Regions from separate parts of the Sus scrofa genome. Here regions 1, 3 and 4 are each linked to region 2. Evidence: chromatin contacts called from public Hi-C and HiChIP or PLAC-seq data. All regions are on one chromosome and are shown on one strand. The core of a region is the stretch at or near the end of the contact, and the rest is flanking DNA. Distances in the headings are between cores, read along the strand shown.

Region 1 (6,090 bases), core at 78-2,577, 160 kb after region 2:
GCAGAAGGCCCCAGCAGAGCAGGCTGGGAGGCGGTATGTGGGTTCTCAAGTCCAGCTGTGGGACAGCAGGTTTCACCCAGTTCCCAGGAAGATAGGTGCCCACACCGTGCCTTTCCCAGACTCACACAGAGGGGCCTTGTGGGCTGGTGTGTCCCAAAGTCTGGTGCATTCAGGGAATTGAATGCCCAATGAATGGTGAGGAGCTTAAACCTCTTTGCCAGTTTTCAGCTGCTCCATGTAGATTTCAGCTGTCCTCATTTGTACCTATTGACCTACAGGTACCGGTCTCTCCATTACTGAGAGTTAAAACCACTCTCTGTCCAGGTCCATTGACCTTGCCCCTTAGGGAGATATGGCTTATCCCCCTGCATAAAAGCTCACGTCCTCTGGATCCAACCAAGTCCCTCATTTGCAGGCATCCCATCAGAATCGCCCAAGAACTTGATGGGATGCTGTCATTACTCTGTGCCCAGCGCATAGCACATAGTAGGTGTGCAACTAAATGCATGGTTGTATGAATGAATCTGTTTCCAAAAACATGGGGACTTCCCTATGGGAACACTTCTCGCCCAGCCTGAATCGGGGTCTATGGTAGCACGCATTTAGCGCCCACTTCTCTGCACACCATCTGTAACCCGCAAAAGTGGTGTACACTCTTCATCTCTGCCGTCCCACCTCTCCGGAGCTACTTCAGCCCCTCCAAAGGCCACCAAGGACAAAATAAAGCAGAAAACAATGCCCGGAGGACCACGCTCCAGATGCTGCAGAAACAACTGTTCACACTCTCGGTCCTAGCTTATTATTTTATACATAGTGATAACTAGCTTTTTTTTCTCTTTTGTCCTTTTAGGGCCGCATCTGCAACATATGGAGATTCCCAGGCTAGGGGTCGAATCAGAGCTATTGCTGCCAGCCTACGCCAGAGCCACAGCAATGCCAGATCTGAGCCTCGTCTGTGACCTACACCACAGCTCACAGCAACGCCGGATCCTTAACCCACTGAGCGAGGCCAGGGATCAAACCCGCAACCTCCTGGTTCCTTGTCGGATTCGTTCCTTGTCGGGAACTCCTAGTTTTGATTCTCTGTTGGCTTAACCTCCTGCAGAATAGAAACTGTACGAAGAAAGCCTGGCTCCTTGGGTTAGGATGTGGGAAGAAGGCGACGAGGAGGCTAGCATGGATGATGCTGACAAAAGATAACGGATTGCTCACCTACCATCATTACCATTGGGGCTTGAGAGGGGCTTACCAGCTTCCAAGCAGGATTCGCTCAGCCACAGCCGCTGCTGTTGGGGCTTCTCTGCATAATACTCTTTCAGGGATACGTGCCTTGTAGACAGTTCTGCTTTTTTGCTCCAGTTCATCCTTGGTGGCTGCCTCTATGCTGTGACCGTCAGTCCCCAGCCCCTTCTATTTCCTCCTTTTCCACCTCGGCCTCTGAAACGCCGTGGAACTGCCCCTGCCAATTACGACTACAGGCAAAAACTGCACACCAACTATCAAGCATCTGTTCCTCAATTTCTCACTAGCTGCAACTTTGAATAACATTTCCTCTGAGTATAAGAAGATGCTCCAAACTGAGAATTTCCTTGCTTACGCAATTTTTTTTTTTTTTTCTGGTGTCTGCCTTGTGGTTTAGATGCCACATCTTAACTTCTCCTTCCTCAAAGGGTCAGTGCAACTCTGCCATCTTGTTCCATCTGGGTCTTTTTCCCATAAGCCATAAACCAAAGTTTGTGAGCATTTTTCCCGTCCCTTTCTGAGCCAGGCTCCTTCCCTGGGCGCTGTCTGAAAATAACTTCGCTACCATCTCACATAGGTCCAATCACTCCAGCTTATCTCATGTCTGTTTTCTGCATGTAGATTACAGTTTTCCCCCTAATACACCAGCAAATACTTGGTGACTGCATATTTATGTGCCAGTATTCTGTAAAGTATAATCTGGGAGACAGACTGGAAAACCTGATTTTTGTCAGCTTGTGTCACGCAAGCCTGTACGAATACAGGAAAGCGTGAGATATGCGGTGAGGGGCATTGTGCAGCGGGGCCCCCATGTCTCTCCTGAGTGATGCAGGGGAATGTGGTATTTCCAGCTACAAAGCATCCTTCTGGGCTTGGAGTTGCTCTGCCCCTTTCCCACCCAAGAAAGCCTAGGAAATTTAGGGGGTGATGGGATATTTTCAAAGGGATAATCTTAAATACTCTTTACTCTCTTTCTCAGATGAGCCATCTTTTGCAAACTGTGAGACTTAGTGACAAAACACCATATCCCCTCTAACCCATGAACCCCATCCATGCAGCTCAGGGTACTGCAGTTGAAGCTGGTTGGCAAAGATAGGGCTGTTTTCTGATCACACTTCAAAGAAAGAAATGGCGTTCTCGAACTGCCTTTGCTCGCAACTGCCGATTGCATTTGGCAGAACGAGGTTGTGCAGAGAGATAAGCCTGGAAAAGGGGCAGTTGCTGTTACATTCTTGGTTGATTGTGGCCCCTCCTAACGCAGGAAGTATGCGAGTATCTCATACTCAAGACTGGAGCCAAAGCTGTCATGTCATTTCCACACCTCTCTGAGTCTCAATTTCCTTGTGTGGAAGCATGGGCATTTTCATGCTTGCCTCTTAAGGACTGTGGTGGAAATTCAGTAGAAAGAATTTTGTGAGAGCCCTCAGCACTGTGCTGGGATTAAGTGGTTTCTTGATAAATATTTGCTGGGTGCAAAAAAAAAAAAAAAAATAATAATGGTATTTATTTAAGAGTCTGCTATGCAATTTTTCTTTCTTTCTTTTTATTTATTTATTTATGTATTTATTTTGTGTCTTTTTTGCCTTTTCTACGGCCACACCTGCGGCATATGGAGGTCCCCAGGGTAGGGGTCTAATCGGAGCTGTAGCCACCAGTCTATGCCAGAGCTACAGCAATGCGGGATCTGAGCCGTATCTGCGACCTACACCATAGCTCATGGCACTGCCAGATCCTTAACCCACTGAGCAAGGCCAGGGACCGAACCCACAACCTCATAGTTCCTAGTTGCATTTGTTAACCACTGAGCCACGATGGGAACTCCGCTATGCAATTTTTCTTGATAAAACACACGAGAGCTGCCTTGCAGGGTATCATGCTAAAATGAGAACAGGTGGAAACTGTCTTAAGGGGATAAGAAGAGGTGTGTCTATTATCATTGCTTTTTAGGCTTCAGTTCATCCAGCGTGTTTCTTGCTTGATCTCTTTCCTAGGAATTGTTCCGTGGGTGAGCTCCGTGAGCCGGGGGCTGTGATAATTAGACCAAGGTCATGTATCTGTCCCCTGTGGGCCAGTTAGCTCAGCTTGGCTCCATGTCCATACACATTGATCTTAACCCAGCTGGCAGGCTCACAAATGTGTGACCAGGTCCCCAAGGACGCCAGGGGGACGGGTTTCTGTGGATCTGGCAAATAATTCCTGCCTGCGGGAGAAGCAACTCTGCAGCCGCTCTGTTATGGTTATTGTGACCTGAAGGTGGCGCTGTTTCTCAAGGAAGAATAGTGCGTGAACTGCGGGTACTTATTTTAAAGGGTGTGTGAATGAGGGGTTATGAGAGTTGGAGAGAAATGCAAGGTAATTTGATTCAATTCCGCATTTTCCAAAGCAAAGAAACTGAGACCCAGAGATAGAAAACTCTTTCCTGAAACCGAACCACAGAGGCACGGCTGGATATAGGGCTCCTAGAGTCTATTCTTTTGCAATTTTCACTACATTAGGGGTTTCCTGGTCGTAAACGATATTAAGCAATTAATAATGCTAATGACAAAGTTGAATGAATCATTGACACCTAGACGGGGGATGTTTCCAAAGAATTAAATTGTCGTTGAATTTCAAACGTCTATTATTCCTAATCGTAGGTCAGGTTCAAGCTGTCTGTGTTGGTTTTTGTTATAAAAGGCATTGGATTTAATGAATGATTTATTTTTCTTTTCCCTAAAAATGATAGAAGGAAAATGACTAGTATGGGTGGAATTTTATTCTATATTGACTGTTTTTGAAACATAAGTATGATTTCCGTTTTTGTTTGTTTGTCTTTTGTCCTTTAAGGGTTGCACCCCAGACATATGGAGGTTCCCAGGCTAGGGGTCCAATCGAGCTCTAGCTGCTGGCCTACGCCAGAGCCCAAGCAGCTTGGAATCCGAGCAGAGTCTGCGACCTACACCACAGCTCACGGCAATGCCGGATCCTCAACCCACTGAGTGAGGCCAGGGATTGAACCCGAAACCTCATGGTTCCTAGTCGGACTCCTTTCTGCTGCACCATGACGGAAACTCCTGATTTCTGTTTAAGTGATCACAATTGAGACAACGTGGGTTTTTAAAAGATGCTCATGGACAGAAGCTTGATAATGAAAGTGAACCCAAAGTAGCTATTTTTAACCCCTTTCCTAATTCACAGAAGGTGGAGCACAGCAGGGAATGGATATAGAGGTTCACCCCTATAGCATGCACAGAATTCAATCTTTTAGAAGGTTTCTGCTGTGAAAAAAAAAATATTTTTGCCGCACCCCAGGCATATGGAAATTCCCAAGCCAGGGACCGAACCTGCACCACAGCAGCTGAATGACAACGCCAGATCCTCATCCTGCTGTGCCACAAGGAACTCTGAAAGTAATTTTTTTTTTAAGGTAAACTTTCGCTTACTTTCCAAGGAGGGTAAGAACCGAGGAAAGTGAGAGAGAGTAAGTTTTACATCCTTGCACTGGGGCTCGTCAAGGGGTTGACCAGTGAGCTTCTCCAGGTATTTGCATGCAGCCTGTCTTACAGAATTCAAGGTCTCGAAAAAGGCAGGGTCTGTGCCTTTGCTCTTGGCGCCAGTGAAAACGTTCTTGGAGATGCTGATGAAACAGAAGCCATCATCTCCACGATAACAGCATCTTTCCCCCCTTTCACTTTGGAGAGATGGTGTTTCTCATTCTTGTATTCGTTTTTTTTTTTTTTTTTTTTCCTGCCACAGCTAAGGGAGACTAATAGGAACAGGTGTTTTCTGAAATAGGGATCTGCTGAATTCAGGAAGAGTGGATTTCTATTTTTCTGAAAAAAATTGTTTATCAAGTAACTTGGATTTTTTCCTATTGTGCCTTCCTCTGCTGTAACAGAAGCGCAGAATCTTCCAGTCACTGGTCGTGGTCTGCTCTTCATTTGGACCTTTATCCGTGCTCTTAAATGACTCCCTTTGCCACATCAGCATCAAGTGCAAGCTGGTTAAGGAGGCAGAATCTCAGGTCCACTCGGACCTGTGGAATCAGCCAGCATCCGACCTGTCGGGGTTTCTCAGGTGTGCCTGTGAATCCTAGAAGCACACAGACAAGGAGCTCCCTGGTGGCCTAGTGGTTAAGGATCTGGCATTGTCGCTGCTGTGGTGAGGGTTAGCTCCCTGGCCCCAGATCTTCCATATGCCATGGGCGTGACTTAAAAAAAGCACAGACTAGAACACAGATCTATCGGGAGAGCTGAAATGATTGTAACCATTTTCCTTAGTTCAGTCTCTGTTTTCACAACAGTGCTTTTTCCTGCTCTATATAGCCTCTCCTGATCACACAATCCCCTATACTGAGGTCTGTGATGGGATGGGTATATTCTAAGGGCTGAGAATGAAGACGAAAATCCTTGGCCTCATGGAACTGATGGTGGGGGTGAGAGAGAAAAGAAACTTAGCTTATACCCAGGAGTACATGATGTATGGTGCATTGTAACGTGATAAGCTCTGGAAGACAATAAGGCTGATGGGAGTGAGGGAACAGTGCAGTGGCCATTTGGGATGCTCAGGGAAGGCCTGGCCATGGGGTGGGGCCTCTGAGCAGAGCCAGGAAGGAGGTGAAGGAGGGGACATGTTTTGGGGGGGTGGGGAGACAAATCTTCTGCCACCTCCCTCTGCAGTGGGTCAGAGTTGCCAGACTGAGCAAATGAAAATACAGGATGCCCTGCATTTTTGAATTTGAATTTCAGATCTACAATTTTTTTTTTGGTATAACATACTAATTTGTAATGTTATAATGTATGTATGCATTCATTCATTCATTCATTCATTCCTTCATTCTGTGGCTGCCCCATGGCATAGGGAGTTCAC
Region 2 (6,135 bases), core at 2,336-4,835:
GAGAGACATCTGGGAAAATATTTGCTGATTTTTTGTTTGTTTGTTTTAATATGGGGAAGTACTCACAGAATCTCCCATCCTCAATTTTCTATTTTACACTCATAGTCTCTGAGACCTGATTGCTGAAGAGAGTTACTTCCCCTTTTCCACTCTAACCTTAATTCCCATCCTGGTTGTTGGAACTTTAGAGATTCTATGCAGCCAAAGGACAGTGACGGAGTGTATGGGGTTAACAAAAGGTCTGGTGATATTTGTAGTCTCCAGCCCAGAATCTAATTCTAGCAATTCTGGGCCTTGAGATAAGATGAGAAGATTCGATGCCTGGGGTAGAGCTAGGTATTTCCTCAGGGCCGAACACCTGCTACGAAGGGAAGGAGACCCAGGAGTTAGAGGCATCTTAGCATTTGGGAGACTGACAAATAATTGACTCATCAATGGGCGGGATTTTGGAAACAGTAAAGAGGATTTTAGATGTCACAGATTTTGTTCCACTTGTATTAGCAATATCTCTTTGAGAATAGTGAATAGTTCCTGTGTGTTTGTTTGCTTTTGCTTTTTAGAGCCGTACTCGCGGCATATGGAAGTTTCCAGGCTAGGGGTCGAATCAGAGCTACAGCTGCCAGCCTACACCACAGCTACAACAACTCGGAATCCAAGCTGCAGCTGCGACCTATACCACAGCTCATGGCAATGCTGGATCCTGACCCACTGAACGAGGCCAGGGATCGAAGCTGCATCCTCATGGATCCTAGTCAGATTTGTCTGCTGCTCCACAACGGGAACGTGATGACAGTTTATGTCCCTCTTTGAGCATGTAAACTATATGAATGGAAACTTCATCCAATACTTCTATGCAGACAATTGGTTGCTTCTAACCTTTCACAGGCATATTGATGACCAAAAATGATTTACTATGTTTTTAAGCCTGACATAAATCCCAACACATATATTCATACGAATATAAGTTTCCTCCCATCTTCTGGATAGTTTTCTTAGATGAGGATCCCAGAACTGAATGTACTAAGTTTAAAAGTATGAATATTTTGATGGCTTTGAAAAACAAAGTAACATTATGATCTCAAGGTAGAGTTAACATTTCATTTAGTTTTGAACATTACTTTTCCTTTGAGAAAAAAGTCGATTAGGATTTCCCGTCGTGGCTCAGTGGTTAACAAATCTGACTAGGAACCATGAGGTTGCGGGTTCGATCCCTGGCCTTGCTCAGTGGGTTAAGGATCCCGCGTTGCTGTGGCTGTGGTGTAGGCCAGTGGCTACAGCTCCGATTGGACCCCTAGCCTGGGAACCTCCATATGCCACGGGAGCGGCCCAAGAAATGGCAAAAAAGACCAAAAAAAAAAAAAAAAAAAGTCGATTAGTTAATTCAAAGATAACTGAGCCCTTAACATATAGGTGGATAATCAAATCATGCGACCTTTAGAAAAAAGTCTAGCCTTAGGCTCCAGGGCTTTGAGGCCAGAGTCTCAGGGTTGGATTTCCCCCTACATCACGGGCTAGCTGTATGGCTTCAGTCTGCTCATCTGTAAAACGAGGATAATAGTGACTAGCTTTGTTCTGAAAGCTGAACGAGGTCATATCTTTAAAGCACTGAGAACAGCGGCTGGCACATAGTGAAGAGGGCCATGAATGGCAGTTGCGTATGAAGTTTATTTCTGCTCTCCTCTAATCTGGATTAGAACTATGATCTTAATGAATGTCCTCCTGGAATGTAAATTTTACAGGAAAATTCTGGGGAAATTTTTTTTTTTTTTTTTTTTTTGTCGTTTGTCTTTTTAGGGCCGCACTTGCACATATGGAGGTTCCCAGGCCAAGGGTCGAATCAGAGCTGTAGCTGCCAGCCTACGTCACAGCTCACGACCATGCCAGATCTCCAAGCCCCTGAGCAAGGTCAGGGATCGAACCTGTGTCCTCCTCCTGGGTGCTAGTCTGACTCGTTTCCGCTGAGCCATGACAGGAACTCTGGGAAATTCTTTTTAATACAAAGGCAAACGTGAGTTCCATGCAAAATCTTCATGAACAAAAGACTCTGAAGAAATTACCAGGGGTTATACCAAGACCCTAGTACCCATATACTATACTATATGCTGTATTTGTGGAAGAGTTTATGAAAGAGAATAAAGGAAACCTTATTTATTTATTTATTTACTGTTATTTGAGGGCCACACCTGCGGCATATGGAAGTTCCCAGGCTAGGGGTCAAACTGGTGCTGCAGCTGCTGGCCTATACCAGAGCCACAGCAATGCCAGATCCGAGCCACATCTGCAACCCACACCACAGCTCATGGCAATGCCGGATCCTTAACCCACTGGACAAGGCTAGGGATCACACCCGCATCCTCTTGGATACTAGCTGCGTTCACAACTGCTGAGCCACAAGGGAACTCCAGGTAACCTCATTTAAAATGAAGTCAGAAGGCCAGAACCTGGGAGTCTTCAGGCACTTGCCCTCACCATCAACTACAGCAGCCAGCCATAACGTCAATCAATGTCAATTACATCCCTCGGCAGGAGGAACTGTCCTCTCCCTAACAAGCCCGGCCAACGGGAAACGCCAAACTCTCCTCAACCCTTGCTTTCATCCAATGAACTTTGCTCAAAACAACCCCACTGGACTTCCTCCTTTTTCTCTGTAAAGTAACATTCTTCTTTTTTTTGGTTGTTGGAATTGCGTATGATTTTTGCTATAGCTTGCTTGTCCCAAACTGCCATTCCTCTGCTTATTCTGGAAGAAACTCATTGTGATGGTAAAATAACTGCCCGTTTTATTTTTTAGGACAAGATCGGATACCATGTACCCCAGAAAATCAGGGTCTGGTTTTCTAAGCAGTTAAGTATTTTCAAGTCCTCCAGGTGGCCTCACCAACCCCTGGACTCCTGCTCTCGTTTGCCAGGCCCTGTTTGTGTGTGGGTCCTCCTCCTCCTACAAAGTCAACCTTATCACAGCTGCATTCCCCCACCCAACCCAGCTAAGCCAAGAAAGACAGCAAACGAGCCTGGTGACTCCCAGCCTTTGCATTTTGGCTGTGTACTTTTTCTTTTATTATTACTTTTTTATTAGACTGTACGAACCCTGAGGGCAGAGAAATCCTCCCACGTAGGACCAATTAACTATTTACTAAGTGGAGGAAACGCGTTTCAAGATCGGCAGCATAGCTCATGGCTAAAGCCTTTATTATTATTTAACGGTCCAGTCGAGCTACCGGATTTTTCGGAAAGAAAGAGACTTCACCCCAAGGATCAGGCACACCCAACCCTGCGGGGGTGGGAATCCAAGGAGCAGGCACAGGGCAGAAGTGATGGCAAGGAGGACGCCCCCAAAGGAGCGGTGTGGAAAGATCTCTGACGTCACTTCTTTGTCGAAATGTGAGCCCTGAAACTAGAGGCCTCCCAGAGGGGATGTCTGTCTCTCCCACCCACTTCCCCTGGCCGAGGTCTCCCATGCCGCCGCCATCCAGCCTCGCGCCCTGCCCCCCACCTGCGCCGGGACCCCTAATTCTCACCTGCGGGCAACACCCACGGAGCCCCAGCGACCAGCATCAGGGTCGTCGCACCCAGAAACCCGAGCATCGTCCGCGGGCGGCCGCCGGCCCTTCCAATCACGTCTTCGGCCACATCAGGAAGCGCGGCGCAAGGGAAACTTGGGTGCACAGGCCACCCCCGGACCTGGGACCCGTGCGGCCCTGTCCCCTCGCGCCGCTCGCGCCCCGCCCCTCCACAGTCGCCCCGCCCCACGCTCATCACCCCCCGCCATCGACTCCCGCGCACGCGCCGTGCCTTCTGCGCGTGCCACCGTCCGCGCACGCGCGTGGGACGGCAGGGGCCGCCCAGACTCCACCGCCTGCCCCCCGCCCCCTTTCCGGAAAGTGACAGCTCACTTGCTGTCCACCCTCGCTTTCCGGGAAGACTGCGCGTAACTCGAGGGCTTGACCCTGGCAGGAACGCGGAGATTCGCCAGTGCGCCTGCGCAAATTTCGAGGCGGGTGTTTCCTCCCAACCCCCTCGCTAATTGCAGCCGGCGGGCAACCTCTGCGCTCTCTGCTCGCACCCTACTGTGCCCGGTCTCGGACTCCGGAGTCTGGCAAAGCGGTGTTGGGGCGGATTTGGTCCTAAGGGAGGAAGCAGTGGGGAGAGTTTCCGAGCGGGCCAGGCCATTTCCTTTGTTCTGAGCGCTGTGAGCAAAGTGCAGGCGCCTCCGAGTGAAGCCGAGACGCGTTGATCTTGGCCTGGGGCGCAAGGGCCTCTTTGAGAAGATGGTGACGGCTTCTGGGCTTTGGGGGTGGTGTCCAGAACAACGCTCTCCAAGCTCTTTTGATCTTCTGCCCTTATCAGTAAAAGGTTTGAGTCCATCATTCAAACGGTTATTTAAGCACCTTAATAATCAATTATGTATCTTATAAAAATTCGCAAAAAGGGAGTTCCCGGCCTGGCGCAGCAAAAACGAATCCGACTAGGAACCATGAGGTTGCGGGTTTAATCCTTGGCCTCGCTCAGGGGGTTAAGGGTCTGACATTGCCGTGAGCTGTGGTGTAGGTCACAGACACTGCTTGGATCTGGCGTTGCTGTGGCTGTGGCTAGGCCGGCAGCTGCGGCTCCCATTCGACCCCCAGCTTGGGAACCTCCATAAGCCGTGGGTGGGGCCCTAAAAATAAAAAGCAAATATAAATAAATAAACTGTTTAAAAAATTAAAAATACTCAAAAGGGAAAATATAAAGGGTGAAAGATGAAATAAGCAAATGCTTAGCTGTTAATTACAACTAAACAATTTAATTATAAATTGTAAGGTTAAATGAGTATTTGTAGAGAACTATGGGCTTGAATATTGCCTTATAAAAACTTTGAGGTATAATTTACATACTGTGAAATTCATCCATTTTAAGTGAACAATGACTTTAGTAAATTTATCCAGTTTTGGGGCCTCATTTTTAAAAACATTGGATTATTATTTTGTGACTCATCAATTTTCAGGTTTGATTCTCAGTTTGTTAGTGTTTTGCTTTAATAACAGCATAGATGGAAAAATACCCCCGGAGAATCTGGGGATCTAAAGGGAAGAAGGAAGTTCCTGGTTGCACTTATTAATCATACTCATTTAAAGCCTTTACCACGACTCTTTTTTAAATTTTTTGTTGAAGTACAGTTGATTTACAATGTTGTGATAATGAATGTCTGCTGTACATCAAAGTGATTCAGGTGTACGTGTACATCCATCCATTCTCTTTCAGATTCGTTTCCCACATAGATGATCACAGAAGGTCCCCATTGGCCAACTGCCAGAGACCAGCTCCAGCAGCCGGGGAGTGGCACACCCTGTCGGGGATGGACAGTGTGGTCAGAGGCACACAGAGACAGACAGCCTCTTTGTCCCTTCCTTCAGGGGCGCTGAACTGCTCAAATTTTATTGGCATGGTGATTATTTATACAGTTTAATTGTAGATTCCATCATCGTTTCCAGATTTTACAGTACAATAGATATACATTATGTTCTAAAGATTTTTTTAACAAACTAGAATTAATGGACACAAAACATCATGTGTAAATGGATACAAAACATTATGTGGAAAAAACATCATGTGAAAATAAGGAGATTCGGTACAAAGCATCTTGTGGTTACTACCTATTATTATGTTAAGTTAATCATTAACAGCCAGAAGGTCACAGACATAAGAATCTGACATTAACAAAGGTCATTTTTAGATTGAAACCTAGGGTAAAAACTTCAAAGTATTATGGCAAGGGGACAGAATAAGAAATTATTTTTATTTCTAAAAGCAACCAATTTATTACAACTTAAAAGCTTCCCAGGAAATTAAAAACAAGTTTTATTATTATGTTTTTTTACCGTGAATAATGCATACCTAACCTATTTTTTGACCTATTGTGTACTCCAAAATACCTAACTCTAAGACCTATTGTTACTTATAACAAACTAATGAATATAATTTCTTATTTTAACTAAATTAGATTTGAATGGGAGAATTCTACCAGGGTGAAACTCTTTTTGTTCTATCATTGTTCCAGTTTATTGAGTCACAAATCAATATAGGAAAATAAAAATAGCAAATAACAGGAAAGACTGAATTATCCAAGAAGTAGTTTCCATTCTTGTGCTGCTAAGC
Region 3 (6,093 bases), core at 1,398-3,897, 190 kb before region 2:
TGCGGGTTCGATCCCTGCCCTTGCTCAGTGGGTTGACGATCCGGCGTTGCCGTGAGCTGTGGTGTAGGTTGCAGACGCTGCTCGGATCCTGCGTTGCTGTGGCTCTGGCGTAGGCCGGTGGCTATGGCTCCGATTCAACCCCTAGCCTGGGAACCTCCATATGCCGCGGGAGCAGCCCAAAGAAATAGCAAAAAGACCAAAAAAAAAAAAAAAAATAGTAACTTTAAAGGAAATAGAAATAAAAGTCTTGAGCTACAGCAGAAATTATCCCAACATTGTAAATCAACTATACTTCAATAAAACTTTTTAAAAAACAATGTAAAAAAACTGCCAAGGAGTTTAAATAAGCAAGGTAGCATGATCACATTAAAAATGCTAGTCAAAGGAGTTCCCACCATGGCGCAGTGGTAATGAATCCGACTATGAACCATGCATGAGGTTACTTATTCCATCCTTGGCCTCACTCAGTGGGTTAAGGATCCGGCATTGCCACGAGCTGTGGTGTAGGTCGCAGACGCAGCTCGGATCTGGCACTGCTGTGGCTGTGGTGTAGGCCAGTGGCTACAGCTCCGATTCGACCCCTTGCCTGGGAACCTCCATGTGCCAAGGGTGTGGCCCTAAAAAGAAAAAAAAAAAAAAAAAAAACCCTAGTCAAAAAATAAATAAATAAAAATGCTAGTCAACCTATGTGTTTGGTTCTGACTCTGAATTTGATCCTTTGATCACATTTTATAATCACAGGACTGTTGATTTCAGAGTATGCAGCAAACTTTTAAAAGGAAAAGAACCATATTTTCAAGTGGTTTGACTCTGCCCAGAGTCACATTTTATAATCACAGGACTGTTGATTTCAGAGTATGCAGCAAACTTTTAAAAGGAAAAGAACCATATTTTCAAGTGGTTTGACTCTGCCCAGAATTAAACTGACCAAAAATGCTTTGGTTTATCACTCATTTGCTCTATTGACTTAAAAAGCCATGGTTGCTCTCAAAGACATCATTAGGACAATTGTTAAAACTGGAATACAAAAATTGTACATTAAGGAGTTCCCATCATGGCTCAGTAGTTAACGAATCCGACTAGGAACCATGAGGTTGCAGGTTCGATCCCTGCCCTCGCTCAGTGGGTTAAGGATCTGGTGTTGCCGTGAGCTGTGGTGTAGATAGCAAATGCGACTTGAATCCCGGGTTGCTGTGGCTGTGGCAGAGGCTGGCAGCTACAGCTCCGATTTGACCCCTAGCCTGGGAACTTCCGCATGCTGCAGGTGCAGCCCTAAAAAACAAAACAAAAAAATAAACAAAAAACCTGTACATTAAATAATACTGTCTTTAAGTTAAATGTCGTGAATTTGCTATCAGTGCTATGATGAAGAGAATGTCCTTGTTTTGAGGAAACAAATACTGAGTACTTTGGGATAAAGGGGCATAGTACGTGCAGTTACTTTTTTTTTTTTTTTTTTTTTTTGCTCTTTAGGGCCGAACCCGAGGCATATGGAGGTTCCCAGGCTAGGGGTTGAATTGGAGCTACAGCTGCTGGCCTACCCCAGAGCCACAGTAACGCCAGATCCGAGCTGTGTCTGCAACCTACACCACGGCTCACGGCAACGCCGGATCCTTAACCCACTGCACCCACTACGTGAGGCTAGGGATCGAACCCACATCCTCAAGGATACTAGCTGGATTCGTTTTCGCTATGCCACAACAGGAACTCCCTACTTCTGCCTTCTTTTAAGAAACGTAGTCATAGTACAAAATATTATTTAATGTGCCAGGCGCTATGCAAAGTGGTTTACATACAGTGTGTAAATCTCACAAAAACTCAGTGAGTGCTACACAATTATTATTTCATCATAAGTAAAATGAGGAAAACAATAGCATTTACCTCATTGGGCTGTTGCAAGAATTTTAAAAGATTACATAAATAGGCATTTAGCACAGTGCCTGGCAAAAACTGAGTGCTAAATACGTTCACCATTTGCTGGTACCCTCACTTTACAGATAAACGGACACAGAGAAAAGCAGTTCTCAGCTCAGGTCTGACCCGCCTTTTCTTCTTCTTGCTTTTTCCTATTTTAAAAACTTACCCTGTGCAGAAGGGGGAAATAGTAAATCCCCATAACAGTGACTGAACTTAAAGCGAGAAAACACTTTATTTAACTTTGTCTTCGACCGTCCTCACCCTCTCTCTATCAATGCCTGGCTAAATGACCTACCTGCTCACTAAGTTCCTGAACTAACGAAAGACTAGGTTTCTAACCTGGGTTATCTATTACCACCACGTTCTAACCAACCGAGCTAACCTAGACTTTCTGGGCCAGGTAGTATTTCCTCGTCTCTGAGCTGGTGTCCTTGGCTGCAAACCTGAAAAAGCTGTTCAGGTCCTATTCGGGGGGAAAAGGACTTGTCATCCCCTCTTCAAAACAAGTTACCTAGGACCGGCGCCCTCCGAACCATTAGCACTTCAAGGGTCGCATTCGACACTGACCAAACGCTATGGTAAATCCTATTCATCTCCCCTCCGGCGGTGTAGACGTTTTCACCGCCCCGCCTCCCTCCCGGAAGGCGCAGGCGCGCGGCGGGGTCCTCCTGGAGAACTACATTTCCCAGAATCCACTCGACCGACCCACCTCCCGCTAGGGGTGGGGAGGGCGGAGTCGACTGCCCGGGGCGGGGCGGAGCGTCCCGAAATTGTCCTGCTTGTGTCCTTTTGGGAAGAGTTTGTTTTAAAAGAGATTCTGGGGTCCCCTGGTAAGGTAGGACATCTGTCTCTATTCGGTATCACATTGCCCTCCGCACCCCTGAGGGTTCCCTCAGCGTAAAAAGGCAGATGGTCTAGTCCAGCGGCGGAGACAGCTGGGGAGTGGAGGGCCGCCCTCGCACGCATGCGCAGATGCTCAGCATGGGGGCGGGAGCCGCAGAGCCCCTTCCCAGGGTCTGAGAAGGTGAGTAGAGGGCGGGACCCGGCGTGTACTGTGTCGAGATTGACTTCTCTTCCGCGACGGCCACCCATCCCAGTCAAGTCTGAAAGCCGTTGACCCCAATTTTTATAGAAAATTGGAGTCCCCAGGAGCTGAATTTTAGCGTTTATACATCAAAATCCTATTTTTAAGTCACTTCTAGCATTTCATTGCCATTTTCTATATAGAAGATTTTCTCTTCTACTATGCTGTGCGTTTAAAAAACAAACAAAACAAAACAAAAACAGGTAACAGTATACTGAGAGAGTTCACCTTTCATCTCGGCTTTCAGGCTTGCAGCAGACTATTCCTTCCTAAGACGCTGTAGAGCTTAAAGTCTTTTGGACCCTTGATTCTGTGCAATTTAGTGTCAAGAGTAGGTACAGAATCAGTCACTTGTTCTAATTGTTTCATGTAAGTCTTCTCATGAGAAGACTCCTTGGGATAATAAAGACAATGATGCACTCACTAAAGAAATAGTGGTGCTACTGACGTTTATAATTTGCTGAGGACAAATATGCAAGAGGCTTGTTGTGCCCTAACCCTAACTATTTTGCTTACACCTTGCTGTGTGATTTGGTTGTGTTGCTTAACCTTCTGGGCCTGCATTTTCTCATAAAATGAGAAGATTGGATTAGATCTCTGAGAACTTGCCAGCTCTAAAATTCTGTGGTTAGTACAGAGTAGAATCTAGATTCCATCACAATATGTTGACGCAAGACATCATTAACTTCCATTTCTCTGCTGAACAAATGAAATAAAGCTGTAAGAATTTTGGCAGCAGCATTAGAAAGAAGTATTGTACTCGTAATTCATCCTTATTGCTGAAAATATGGATTTAGCTGATAATACAACTTTCTTCACCCAATATTTGTTGTCGTTTTATAGATCATTGCTAGGAAGAAATCTGGGCACAATAATGAACACAGTGTATGTAGTGATGGCTCGAATCCTAAGATCTCATCTGATAAACGTTTCAATGATTCCTCATCAAATGAACATGGGTCCATATCTTGGTGTGCTTAGAACTAGAATGATGTCAACTTATAAATCCAAAAAGAAGATGAGCGAATATTATAGGCTGCTGAATCTGGATGAAGGATGCTCTGCAGATGATGTCAGGGAATCTTTTCGTAAACTTGCCAAGCAATACCATCCAGATGGTGGCTCTAGTACTGCTGATTCTGCAACATTTATAAGGATCGAAGAAGCTTATAGGAAGGTGCTTTCTCACGTGATTGAACAAACAAATGCCAGGCAGAGTAAAGTTGAAGCAGACGAGGAAGATGAAGAAAAATTCAAATATAAAACACCCCAACACCGGCATTATTTAAGTTTTGAAGGTATTGGTTTTGGGACGCCAAGTCAACGCGAGAAGCAATATAGGCAATTTAGAGCAGACCGTGCAACTGAGCAAGTGATGGAATACCAAAAGCAGAAGCTGCAAAGCCAGTATTTCACTGACAGTGTAACTGTGAAAGATGTAAGACACAGTAAACAACAAAAGATAACTCAAGCAATAGAGCGTTTAGTGGAGGATCTCATTCAGGAATCGATGGCCAAAGGAGACTTTGACAATCTCAGCGGGAAGGGGAAACCTCTAACAAAGTTTTCTGGCTGTTCATATATTGATCCCATGACTCACAACCTGAACAGAATATTAATAGATAATGGATATCAACCGGAATGGATCCTAATGCAAAAGGAAATCAAGGATACTATTGAGGAACTCAGAGAGGCAATTTTAGCATCGAGGAAAAAACTGGGGAGTCCCATGTCACCAACTGAACAGAAACAGTGGAACCAGGTTTGTGAGCAGTTTCAAGAAAACGTCAGAAAACTAAACAAGCGAATTAATGATTTTAATTTAATTGTTCCCCTGCTGACCAGGCAAAAAGTCCATTTTGATGCACAGAAAGAAATTGCCAGAGCCCAGGAAACCTATGAGACCCTGCTAAAGACAAAAGAAATCACAGATAAAAACCCAGATGTCATCCATCAGAGAGAAGGGGAGGAAACAGCTAGAGCCAAGACAGGTTTCTTTAACTGGACGAATGTGTGGAGATTTATTAAAATCTGACCATCTCGGTGTTCACAGCACTGCTCCAAATCATTTTCAGTAATGCTGGCATCACACGGGCTGAAATTTATTTCTATAACACAAGGGTTTGAGAACTGTGCGCCCCTGCACCTTTCACGAAAGTAATCCCATCTTCAGTGATGTGTAAGTGAGAGAACTGTGAGAAACTGAGTCAGAGAAATGTTCAGCCAGCTTTGTTCTGAGGATATGGCAAGACGAGAGGAGAACATACTTTTAAGGAAACAATTTCATACATTTCAGAGGGTGAATGTCAGTCATCAAGTGAATGGATTTAGGACAGGGACTCAGACTGGGAATCATGAAGAGTAGTCCAAAGTCTTAGTGCAGTTTGAGGCCCTAATAAATTCACAGCCGTTGCTGTTTGCCCTCTTTAAGTATAGGTACTTCAGCAGCAACAACTAAACATGTATTAGGAAAAATCACAAAATGAAAGAAGCATGGAATAAGGGCAAGTAAACCTCCAAATGAGGTATGTATTTTGCAAGTTTGCTGCATTTATACACCTGAGGTTATTAAAGCACAAAACTGTTCTGAGACTGGGGACATTTTCAGTAGGATTGGAAATGGTAAGATCAGGAAATTAGGCTGCTTCTCTTCCTCCTTCTCCCCCTCCCTGTCTACCTTCTCCTCCTCCTCCTCCTCCTTCTTTTTAAAATAAAGGCCTTCTCTGTGGGTACTTAATGAAAAAAGCCACTAAATATCTGGGTGTACTTTTTTCTAATGTCATGAGCCATTGGCTGCATGAATCCATCAGCCAAGCTAGCTGATTTAGCTATTCTAGAAATAGACTCCAGTGTCCACTTTTAAAGACTTTGAATGTATTTTCTGACCTTTTGGAGGTGGAAAAAAAAAAAAATCCCTGTGCCCAACAGAAACAAGATTTCACTTTTGGCTTCATTTCTATTTAGAGGTTGAAATGTTAGATTTACCTGAACCTACCTGAAGCCTGTCTTTGTTACGTGTCAAAGTCCCCAGAGGCTTTTTTGTGATGTGAAAAATCTGTTTACTGTCTTAGGGAAGGACTTTATTAAAAAAA
Region 4 (5,278 bases), core at 2,391-4,890, 130 kb after region 2:
AATGTCAACGTATCCATATTGGCTCATCCACTGCTACGAATGTATTACGCTGGTATAAGATGTTAACCTCAGAGGAAACTGTGTGGAAGAGACTGGGTCTGTGGGAAATCTCTGTATACTCTATATGCTCTTTTTTTCTCATAAATAAAGTCTACTCTCTTAAAAAAATACACAATTTGTTCATTCATTCAGAAATATTCAGGAGTTCCCTGGTGGCCTAGCAGGTTAAGGATCTGGCATTGTCACTGATGCGCTTGGGTCCCTGCTGTGGTGCAGGTTCGATCACTGGACCGGGAACTTCCCCATGCAGATATTTGCTGAGCATCCACACATGTCAAGCACTGTGGTCGGTTTTAGAAACAGCACAGTATATGACCCAGGCCAAGCTCCTGCTCTGCTGGGGGGCTTATGCTCCAGTGGGGGTGGATGGGATGGGGTGGTGGTAGTACAAACCTGTGGCAGTTAAGCAAACAAGATAACTGTAGAGAGTCATGAAGACAGAGCAGCAGATGGTGAGCTGAAGAATGCCTGGGGGAGCTACTGGAGAGGGGCTGGTCTCGGAGGACCCCCCCTCGGCTGAGGACTTCCTTGTCTGAACAGTGGCAAATCTGGAGCCAAACATTCCTAGAAAGCAAATGCCCAAGTCCCAGAGCCCCTGGAACAGAAATCAACCAAGGAAGGAAAGGAGAGTCTGGTGTGGAATCATGATGATCGTACTTGTGGGCTCAAGCAAAGGGCTGGCTGGTGGTATCACGAACTGACATGGAAAAACCCAACAGAGGAGTTCCCGTCGTGGTGCAGTGGTTAACGAATCCGACTAGGAACCATGAGGTTGCGGGTTCGATCCCTGCCCTTGCTCAGTGGGTTAACGATCCGGCGTTGCCGTGAGCTGTGGTGTAGGTTGCAGACATGGCTCGGATCCTCCGTTGCTGTGGCTCTGGCGTAGGCCAGTGGCTACAGCTCCGATTCAACCCCTAACCTGGGAACCTCCATATGCCGCGAGAGCGGCCCACGAAATAACAAAAAGACCAAAAAAAAAAAAAAAAAAAAAAAGAAAAACCCAACAGAGAAAGTCTGTGGGTGGAGACTGGAACCCCAAAGTTCTGGTTTGTAGCATTCAGATGCTCTGGCAGAAAGAATCATACAGCTGGTAGGTGCCACAAAGTAAGACAGGAGCCATGCCAGTGGGGGATGAGGGAGCCATGGAAGCCCATCATGGGTGTCAGAATCTGAACAGGACAAGGGGGTCATCCAGGGGTAACCTGGTATGAGGTGTCAGAACACTTCAGAGGGTTTCACAGAACTAGAACAAACAATCCAAAGATGTATATGGAACCACAAAAGACCCAGAATTGCCAAAGCAATCCTGAGGAACAAAACCAAGCAGGAGGCATAACTATCCCAGACTTCCAGCAATATTACAAAGCCACAGTCATTGAGACAGTGTGGTACTGGTACCAAAACAGACAGACAGACCAATGGAACAGAATAGAGAACCCAGAAATAAACCGAAACACCTACGGTCAATTAATCTTTGACAAAGGAGGCAAGAACATAAAATGGGAAAAAGACAGTTTTCAGTAGGTGTTGCTGGGAAACCTTGACCACTGCATGCAAATCAATGAAACTACAGCACATCCTCACACCATGCACGAAAATAAACTGAAAATGACTTAAAGAATTAAATATAAGACAAAACATCAAACTCCTGGAAGAGAACATAGGCAAAACATTCTCTGACATCACCCTTACACATATTTTCTCAGGTCAGTCTCCCAAAGCAACAGAAATAAAAGCAAAAATAAACCAATGGGACCTAATTAAACTGACAAGCTTTTGCACAGCAAAGGAAACAAAAAAGAAACCAAAAAGACAACTTACAGAATGGGAGAAAATAGTTTCAAATGATGCAACTGACAAGGGCTTCATCTCTAAAATATACCAGCTACTTATACAACTCAACAGCAAAAAAGCCAACAACCCAATGGAAAAATGGGCAAAAGATCTGAATAGACATTTCCCCAAGGAAGATATATGGATGGCCAACAGGTACATGAAAAAATGCTCAACATCCCTGATTGTTAGAAAAATGCAAACCAAAACTACCATGAGACAACATCTTACACCAGTTAGAATGGCCATCATTAATAAGTCCACAAATAATAAATGCTGGAGGGGGTGTGGAGAAAAGGGAACCCTCCTGCACTGTTGGTGGGAATGTGAGCTGGTACAACCACTATGGAGTACAGTATTGAGGTACGTTAGAAATTTATACATAGAAGTACCATGTGACCCAGCAATCCCACTCTTGGGCATATATCCAGACCAAACCTTCCTAGAAAAAGACACAGGCACCTGCGTGTTCATTGCAGCACTATTCACAATAGCCAAGACATAGAAACAACCCAAATGTCCATTGGCAGATGATTTGATTAGGAAGATGTGGTATATATACACAATGGAATACTACTCAGCCACAAAAAAGAACAGAATAATGCCATTTGTAGCAACATGAGTGGAACTAGAGACTCTCATACTGAATGAAGTAAGTCAAAAAGAGAAAGACAAATACCATGTGATATCACTTATATCTGGAATCTAATATGAGGCACAAATGAACTTTTCCACAGAAAAGAAAATCATAGACTTGGAGAATAGACTTGTGGTTGCCAAGGGGGGAGGGGGAGGGAGTGGGATAGATTGGGAGCTTGGGGTTAATAGATGCAGACTATTGCCTTTGGATGAATTAGCAATGAGATCCTGCTGGGTAGCTCTGGGAACTGTCTAGTCACTTATGATGGAGCATGACAACGTGAGAAGAAGGAATGTTTATGTGTATGTGTAACTGGGTCACCTTGTTGTACAGTAGAAAAAAATTGTACTGGGGAAATAACAATTAAAAACAATTTTAAATTAAAAAAAGAACATGTCAGAGAGTGAGGGCTGCATCCATGTTGGGGGGCAGAGAGAGTGTGATACCCCAAGTCTGAGAGTGGTGAGGAAGCAGTTTCCATGGGGACAGTCTGGCGTGGGGTCTTGGGGCTCAGGTGGGTTGAGGAGGACATCCAAGCTAGAAGGGGTGGAGGGGAGACAGGAGCCTGCTTACATATATGGGGATCAATCAAAATATAAATCTATTAAGGATAACAGGAGCTGGGTCCCTCACTGTTGGAGAAGGAAGTTACAAATATTGAGGGAGTTCTTGTTGTGGCTCAAAGGATTAGGAACCTGATATAGTGTCCATGAGGATGCGGGTTTGATCCTTGGCCTTGCTCAGTGGGTTAAGGATCCAGTTTTGCTACAAGCTGCAGTGTAGCTTGCAGCTGTGGCTCGGAACTATCGTTGCTGTGGCTGTGGCTGTGGCTGTGGCTGTGGTGCAAACCTGCAGCTGCAGCTCTGATGGGACCCCTAGCCTGGCAACTTCCATATGTCACAGGTACAGCTAGTAAAGTAAATAAATAAATAATGCAAACATTGAACGGGAGAAACTAAAACCAACTTTGTGTTGTTGGAGGTGTTGATATAAACACATGATTTTTTATAGATAGATAGATCCTTAGAAACAGAGATAAATACAGATATAAAAATGAGTGTGTGTGTGTGTGAGAGTGTATTTTCTCCCCTAATTCTGCCCTCTGAGATATAAATGCATGTGTGTGTGTATATTTCCCCCCAGCTCCGCCCTCTGGGGCACCTGGTGACACTCCACAGTGATGGGCACACTTAGTACCCAGATTTTTGACTCTACGGTAACTTCCCAGTAAAAGAAACTGGGTTCCTTGGAGAAATGACTGATTCCAGGGTAGGGGCAGCGAAAACACAAGGTAAGTCTGGAGCATGTTATTCAGGAAAGTAAGAAAGTGCTCAGAGAATGATAGGGACATGTCAGAAGGACTCTCCAAAACAGAGACAATTTGAGTACAAAAATAAATAAGGCTCGAAATGGATTACAGCTTCTTCTCCATAAAAACACCGAAAGGTGGATGACGTTGCTGCATCGGAAGGACCTAGATATCCCCGGAGCCTGGAATGGGCGGGGCGGGGGGGCGGGGAGGTGCCTTCTGTGGAGGCTTTGGCAGCAGTGTCCCAGGTCGGGGCTGGGTCCAGGCCACAGAGAGCTCGGAGGCAAGGCCAAGGCTAAGGAGTGGCTCCCCATTACCAAGCTGGGCCACCAGGTCAAAGACTTGAAGATCATGCTCCTGGAAGAGACCTTTCTCTTCTCTCTGCCCATCAAGGATGCTGAGATTATTGATTTTTCCCGGGGGCATCCCTAAGGTTTTGAAGATTATGCCCGTGCAAAAGCAGACATGCTGGCAGGGGACCAGGCTCAAGGCATTTGTTGCCGTTGGGGATTACAATGGACATGGTGGTAGCCACTGCCATGGCGGGGTGGGGTGCATCTTTCTGGGGAAACTCTCCACCCCCATGAGGCCAGGCTGCTGGGGTAATGAGATCAGCAAACCCCCACCATCCCTTGCAAGGTCATTGGCTGCTGTGGCTCTGTGCTGGTGTGCCACATCCCTGACCCCAGAGACACTGGCATGTCTCACCTCCTGTGCCCAAGAAGCCACTGATGATGGCTGGAATTGAGGACTGCTACACCTCCGGCTGTACTGGCACCCTGGGCAACTTCACCAAGATCACCTTCCATGCCATTTCCAAGACCTACAGCTATCTCGCTGCTGACGTCTGCAAAGAGATGGTGTTCGCCACGTCTCCTTATCCAGAATTCACCGACCACCCTGTAAAGACCCACACCAGCGTCTCCAATGCAGAGGACCCGGTTCCTGTTGTGGCCAGCAGCCACGTCATTTTATATGAGAAAGGTAAAGTGAACAAAGTTCTTTTGAAAAGAAAAGAAAAGAAAAGAAAAGAAAAGAAAAGAAAAGAAAAGAAAAGAAAAGAAAAGAAAAGAAAAGAAAGGAAAGGAAAAGGTTATAACCCACTGAAGAAAAAATGAAATCATGAATCCACATTTGCGGTTGCTTTTCATTTTTTATTTTATTTTGTTTTATTTTTTGTCTTTTAGGACCGCTCCTGCAGCATATGGAGGTTCCCAGGCTAGGGATCGAATCGGAGCTCTAGCTGCTGGCCTACACCATAGTCATAGCAGCGCCGGATCCAAGCCATGTCTGCGACCTACATCACAGTTCACGGCAATGCCAGATTCTCAACTCACTGAGCCAGGCCAGGGATCAAACCTGTGTCCTCACGGATGCTAGTCAGATTCATTTCCCCTGAGCCATGACGGGAAGTAACTCTGTCTTTTAAAAATACT

What was found. Hi-C and Micro-C count contacts between places; a contact is called where the count stands out from the background. HiChIP or PLAC-seq counts read pairs in DNA pulled down with a chosen protein or histone mark.
Region 1: a contact with region 2 is called in an H3K27ac HiChIP or PLAC-seq map of alveolar macrophages. The contact joins the promoter of IFNAR2 here to the promoter of IFNAR1 in region 2. A contact is called at or near these places in 12 of 47 Hi-C or Micro-C datasets (blood, embryonic fibroblasts, heart right ventricle and 3 more) and 2 of 2 datasets of contacts at active chromatin or transcription factors (alveolar macrophages and skeletal muscle).
Region 3: an H3K27ac HiChIP or PLAC-seq map of alveolar macrophages shows a contact between it and region 2. The contact joins the promoter of DNAJC28 here to the promoter of IFNAR1 in region 2. A contact is called at or near these places in 1 of 47 Hi-C or Micro-C datasets (liver) and 1 of 2 datasets of contacts at active chromatin or transcription factors (alveolar macrophages).
Region 4: a contact with region 2 is called in a Hi-C map of liver, with 1.5 times the contacts expected there. The contact joins the promoter of LOC110256370 here to the promoter of IFNAR1 in region 2. A contact is called at or near these places in 1 of 5 promoter capture datasets (liver), 10 of 47 Hi-C or Micro-C datasets (alveolar macrophages, brain, fetal heart ventricle and 4 more) and 2 of 2 datasets of contacts at active chromatin or transcription factors (alveolar macrophages and skeletal muscle).

What each region holds. Positions count from the first base shown.
Region 1 is chr13:196,761,324-196,767,413 of Sscrofa11.1, reverse strand. It overlaps IFNAR2 (interferon alpha and beta receptor subunit 2), which reads right to left and starts at 1,327. Exons shown (of 10, transcript NM_001204775.2): 1 at 1,250-1,327. It overlaps LOC110256370 (40S ribosomal protein S2-like), which reads left to right. Exons shown (of 7, transcript XM_021069845.1): 5 at 5,209-5,298.
Region 2 is chr13:196,923,328-196,929,462 of Sscrofa11.1, reverse strand. IFNAR1 (interferon (alpha, beta and omega) receptor 1) reads right to left here and starts at 3,585. Exons shown (of 11, transcript NM_213772.1): 1 at 3,519-3,585. The coding sequence starts at 3,585.
Region 3 is chr13:197,111,247-197,117,339 of Sscrofa11.1, reverse strand. DNAJC28 (dnaJ homolog subfamily C member 28) reads left to right here and starts at 2,647. Exons shown (of 3, transcript XR_002338034.1): 1 at 2,647-2,941; 2 at 3,845-5,526.
Region 4 is chr13:196,793,144-196,798,421 of Sscrofa11.1, reverse strand. LOC110256370 (40S ribosomal protein S2-like) reads left to right here and starts at 3,640. Exons shown (of 7, transcript XM_021069845.1): 1 at 3,640-4,267; 2 at 4,269-4,462; 3 at 4,465-4,539; 4 at 4,542-4,923. The coding sequence starts at 3,984. The region is part of intron 1 of IFNAR2 (interferon alpha and beta receptor subunit 2); the gene reads right to left.